Regions from separate parts of the Ovis aries genome. Here region 1 is linked to region 2. A link is a contact called in public Hi-C data. All regions are on one chromosome and are shown on one strand. Each heading gives the region's core, a stretch centred on a gene start, on an enhancer-like site or on the middle of the called end of the contact. The rest is flanking DNA. Distances are from core to core; before and after follow the strand shown.

Region 1 (2,700 bases), core at 194-2,693, 210 kb after region 2:
AAATGGCCTGTACTGTGCTTCCAGAAACAGGACATCTTGCTTCTTTTAATGATTCTTCAGCACTCAGTGGAGAGGAAAAAGTATTCAGAAGCATTGCAAGCAGTTTGGGAAAGCCTGTTCACATCCACACTTTTCACTAACCTATGGTTTGCTGCCATGCCTGTCCAGTGTTAAATCTAATGCTATATTTACAGTTGAATGGTTAAGAGGGAAGAGAATCCATATCTTTTTATTTCTTTGCATGTCCAGCCATTATACCTTTTCCTCTGTGTGTGTGTGAGAGAGATAGAGAGACAGACAGAGAGATGTGTTTTTTTTTTTTTAAAGAAGAAACAAGATCCAAGTAGCCTGTCATTGTAAAAATCTTAGTGCAATAAAGTTGAGTAAATGTAGGCCTGTTAAATGTACCAGGGATAAGAAAAAATGTATGAACAAGTTTCACTAACTCTGAAGGAAATAGAGAATTAAGGGGTCTTGTAGGAAGAAGAAATTTGTTTTCCTGACTGATATACATGAGTTTTCATGAAGTGATTGATGGGGTGTTTTTGTTACCAGTAATCAATTTTGATTGATGTGCTACCTGTTAGTATAGTTTGATAAATGTCCTGGCATATGCCTTCAGCTTTTGAAAGAATTCTTCTGACTGACGTATCACGTTTGATATTACAAAGGATATTCCGTTTCATGAGAGGTAGAGTGTGTAACAGTTACAAGTACAGCCTCAGAACCTGATTATATTCAAATTATACATGGGAGACCATTAGGATGTTACTAATCCCCCCATCCCCCTCAATTTCCTCATATATCTATCTAATAGTAGTGTTAATAATAGTATCTGCCTTAGAGATTTGTAATGAAGATTATCTTAATATGTATGTAAAGTGTTGAGAGTGGTACCTGGGAACTGAAAGTGCTATATGAATCTTTATTGTTGGTATTCAGTGTGCATGTGTAATGCATTTTTTTAGTTTCAAAGCTGAAGTCTTAGTTTATTTCTAAAAAAGTGTATTGTATGTCCACATAAACACAAATTTAGTCTTTTACTGGCTCAGGTATATGTTATTAAGAGTATCATTAGAAACATTTGTTAGTTTCTCTTTCAAAAGAGCTAAAGCGAACAGTCTTATCCTGTTCAGAAATCTCCTTGAGTAAAATGTAATCTCAGTTATTCTAGACGGGCTGGTTAAAAATTCCAGCAGAACAGGTAGAAGATAGTGGTAAGAAAAGTGATTATGGGAAAACTGAACCTCTATCTATTTTTCTTGTTCTGCGTAAGTTAATGGAATAGTTTCCTTTCTCCCTCTAGCCCCCTCACCTCCCCATAGCACCATGTGTCTTCAAAGGCAATGAGTACTTTGACAAAATTAGTTGGTAATAACCACAGTGGATCTGTCCGTTTGATCCTCTCTTTGTCTTGGCTGCCCTCTAGAGTTCATGGAAGGGAATCTTACAGAATTAATCGTATCCAGTGTGCCTGACATTCAGGAGTGCTCAGTGTATTGAGCCAGATGAATGACCCTGCTCTCCTTGAGTCTTGTAACAGCTTTGTGGCTCCTGATACATATAGTGCGTTACAAAAAACACTTGGGTTCATTCCTGAAGTTTGTTTACAGCTCACATTGTTGATGAAAAATAGATTCTGTCTACTGTGTAATTAAGAGAAGTGAAGTCTAGCATGGAAAGTTTACTAGTCCAGTGTTCCTGATTTTAATTGACAGAAATTCTTGTGTCTGTCACCAAAACTGTGTCAGTAGAGATAATTTGAAGACTGCTGTCTCTGTAATCCAGCCCAGGCTCCTCCTGTATTATCACCCTTGCCTCTCGAATTTTCTTTTCATCTTCACCCACTGCTCTCTGGTTTTCCCCATTCACTTCATTCTCCTTCTGTACCTTCCTGTCTGTTCCTTGTCTGTGCCTTATTCTCTTTAGGGTTTTCTTTGCCCTGGGATATGAGGGCTGAATGCGGATGAGCCTTGGGCACTGGATCCCAGGTCTTCCAGTTCAACACAAGATGAAAAGTTACTTCCTACTACCTGTGGGTAGCTTGATACTCAAGAGTAGGACATGATGAAACCTGAGCAGGCCCAGAGGTCAAACTTGCCTTTATTAGGACCAGTAGCAACACTCACATCTGGAATCCTAAGACAACTCGGGAGATTTTGGAGCTGAACATTTTTAGACTACTACTGTATTTCCCATTTTAAACCTGTAGGTGGCCTCTTACATACCTAGTTAGTTGAAAAGAGCAAGTTTCTGTCATAAGGAGTCAGGTAAAAGTTGACAAGTTTAGGTATTTCTTAGGACTTTCTCAAACTTGAAAGTAACCAAATGGCACTCCTGCTGTTAACGCTCATCTCTACTCAAGATGAAAAGTAGGTCTTAGCTAAATAACTAATGTTGCATCATATCATGGGAGTCCATGAGAGCCAGGAGTAGTCCTCAGTAGTTCTAGCTGTGCTTGTCCGCTAAGCAGACATTTCCTTCCAAGCTGTTAAGACTTGTGGCTATACTATTAGAATATTTCTGCCTCTGGATTTATTTACTTGGATTGAATGTCACTTGATTCTTCAGTTCCATGTGCCCTTGAATTCTCAAGTGGAGAACTGTCATTCTGGCTGTCTAATCTTCCTTCTCCTCCTATGGTTACTGAATAGAAAGATGTTTTTGCTGAGCTGCATGCTATGTCCTGCCCCTTTACTG
Region 2 (2,700 bases), core at 39-2,538:
GACAGACACTGTGGTTCTTAGCAGGAAACTGGGATGGAGAGAAATAGGGGCCGAGCCAGGAAGTGGTAAAGCTGTGAGAGTCAAATCCAGTCTGAAGGCTGACTCCAGGGTCAGGGTTCTACCCACTGCTCCAGCCGCTGGAGCCCTCTCTGCAGCCAGAGGTTCCTCTCAATCCAGGCCAGGATTTGAGGGGAGAGGCCACCAGGAATGGCAGCCCAAAGATGCAAGTCCTGGTGCAAACCCCAAGTCACAGGGGCAGACCCCCTTCCTAGGGGGCCATGAGATGAACAAATCGAATCTCTGCAGACGTGTGTTTAGTCCCTAAGTCATCTCCAACTCTTTGCGACCCTTTGGACCGTAGCCCTCCAGGCTCCTCTGTCCATGGGATGCAGACATTACCTTCACTCTAAATGCAGGAGCTGGCTTGTGTTTTGGTGCCATGAGAGCTTACCAGGCACTGCTCTGGTTCTTTATATTATAAAGTCTATGAGAAAGTTATCATATCATTACTCTACTACAGAGTAGTAGAGTACTCTGCTAAAGAACGTGAGGTATAGAGAGGTTAAATGTCTTGCCCAGGATCACACAGCTAATGAGATTTGAACCCAAGCAAATTGGTTTTGGCACCTGAGCCTTTCTGGTCCGTGAGCTAGGATTCTGCACAGTCACGTGGACTCTCCCTTCCCCAACAGCTCCAGCTGAGAGATAAGAAGAGTTAAAGTAATAGGAAACAGGATCTTCCTTTATTTTCCATGGCTGCACCTCGAGGCAGGTGGAACTTCCCCAACCAGGGATCAAACCAGTGCCCCTGCAGTGGAAGCTTGGTGTCATAACCACTGGACCACCAGGGAAATCCTGAGGGTCCTCTTTTATTGATGTGTTCAGCCCTGAGCTACATCTTTCTACCTCAGAACTTTGCCAGCCCATTGGAACTACTAGGATCCCCTTTATACAGATGACAGGAGTCAAGGTCCGGCTAGGTGAAGTGACTGGCTAAGGTCTCAGAACTGAGATTTGAGCTAAGACCTATATTTTCCAAAGTCCAAGCCCTATGCTCCAGGAGTAAGATAGCACTGCCCTGGGCACTTCTCTTACATTTCTCAGCTATAGTGCCAAAGAAGTGTTCAGGTGTTTTGCTGAGAACGGGGAAAGCCATTCTAGGAAACCCTTTTAAGGCAGAGGACTCAGACCTGCCCAGATCGAGGTGCTCTCTCAAATCTGCCAGGGTAGGGTTACATTCCGTAACTCAACCAGCATCCACCCCTCAACTATTTCCAGAGCGCCACCTACTGCCAGGCTCCGGGGCGTGCAGCAGTGAAAGCGAGTCACTGACCCTGCCCTGGGGAGCTTACCTTCTAGCCGTGAATAGCCATGATCCAAGTAAGTACCTGTGTGAGATATCCAGGGAGCTGTGGGTGTGGATGAGACCGCTGGGCCTGGGCTGATAACTGATGTGCGTGTTTTACATTTATTCAAGGACTTGAGAAGGTCAAGGATATCACTTAGTGCTTTTGGCCAAAGCTGAAAGCTGGCCATGCTACAGCATGAAATGAAAGAGGTTTCTATTTTCTTCATGTTCAGAAAGCAGGCTGTGGTACCGTTAGGATTCACCTCCTCTCTCCAAGCCATTTCCAGCTTCATAGAAAAGGTAAATAAGCTAACATTTGTTGAATACTTATTACGTGCCAGGTACCATGCTACATCAGTCCCTTATGCATGCAGCATGATAGAATCACACACACACACACACATACACACACACACACAGATCGTCCCACCACAAAAGTAGCAGAAGGTGGGGATGAATTAAATTTGTCTGGGAAGGAGGCAAGTCAAGGAAAGTTTCTCCTGTAAGATGATACTTGCGCTGGGTTTTAAAGGATAAGTAGGAGCTCACTAGGCAATCCAGGAGCAGGAGACACTTCAGGTGGAGGAAACAGCATCTGGAAAGATTTGGAGACGTGAAAGTGTTTGGCTGTTCAAGGTGCATGTCAGTAAAGAAGTGGGAGGAACTGAGGGTGCAGAGATTGCTGAGTCAGAGGCCACAGGGCCTTAGGTACTTGGCTGAGGAACCTGGCTTCTGTCTGATCTCCACGTTCCCTGCAGAAGGGTGGGAGCCAAGCATCTTCTTCCACTTCTCTATCCAAGTGGAAGCAAAGGCACACAAGGGGGGAGGGGGGAAAGAGCGTGATTGCCAAATTTGGGAAGCTGAAAAACGTTCATCTGCAGAATTAATTCTACATCGCTGCTATTTTCATTCTCACGCTGGTGGGAAAGGCAGAGCATAGCAACGTGCCTCAGCCTTTTTCCAGGTGTCTGGAGCACTGGCAGGCCGGCTCCCACGGAGATCACTGGGGCCAGCCTGCTGCTTGGCGCCAGCTGTGGGCATCTGGAAATCCAGCTTCCTCTTCTTGTCATTAGATAGGGGGGAAGATCAGAATCCAGGATTTTCCCAAGGCAGTAAGCTTGGCAGGATGATAAAATGGCATTAGGCTTGACAAGGGCCAGGGGGAAGGATATCCGGACCACCCAGGATAGAAAGATGGGGTTTCCAGATCCAGGATGGGGTATGTGGGTGGCTCTGTGAAGTCCTTTGGTTTAGAGCATGCTGGTGGCCTGCCAGGCGGGTTCTAGAGACCTCTCACTAGGCCAGGCCCAGTAGCCATCAGGTCGGTCTCAGTAACGGGACAGCTCGGAAGA

What was found. A called contact is a pair of places that touch in the nucleus more often than the background predicts.
Region 1: a Hi-C map of muscle shows a contact between it and region 2, with 9 times the contacts expected there. The contact joins two enhancer-like sites. A contact is called at or near these places in 13 of 16 Hi-C or Micro-C datasets (blood, liver, mesenteric adipose tissue and 5 more).

The regions. Positions count from the first base shown.
Region 1 is chr2:245,408,323-245,411,022 of ARS-UI_Ramb_v3.0, forward strand. The region is part of intron 8 of EIF4G3 (eukaryotic translation initiation factor 4 gamma 3); the gene reads left to right. Among named protein-coding and RNA genes, the nearest start is that of HP1BP3, 180 kb to the right of the region's middle. Within about 2 kb of position 1,444, at least 3 of the 54 cell types and tissues checked have an H3K27ac peak or open chromatin away from gene starts, as enhancers often do. A contact at or near this core is called in muscle, where this site is marked.
Region 2 is chr2:245,199,608-245,202,307 of ARS-UI_Ramb_v3.0, forward strand. No RefSeq gene overlaps it. Among named protein-coding and RNA genes, the nearest start is that of EIF4G3, 14 kb to the right of the region's middle. Within about 2 kb of position 1,289, at least 2 of the 54 cell types and tissues checked have an H3K27ac peak or open chromatin away from gene starts, as enhancers often do. A contact at or near this core is called in muscle, where this site is marked.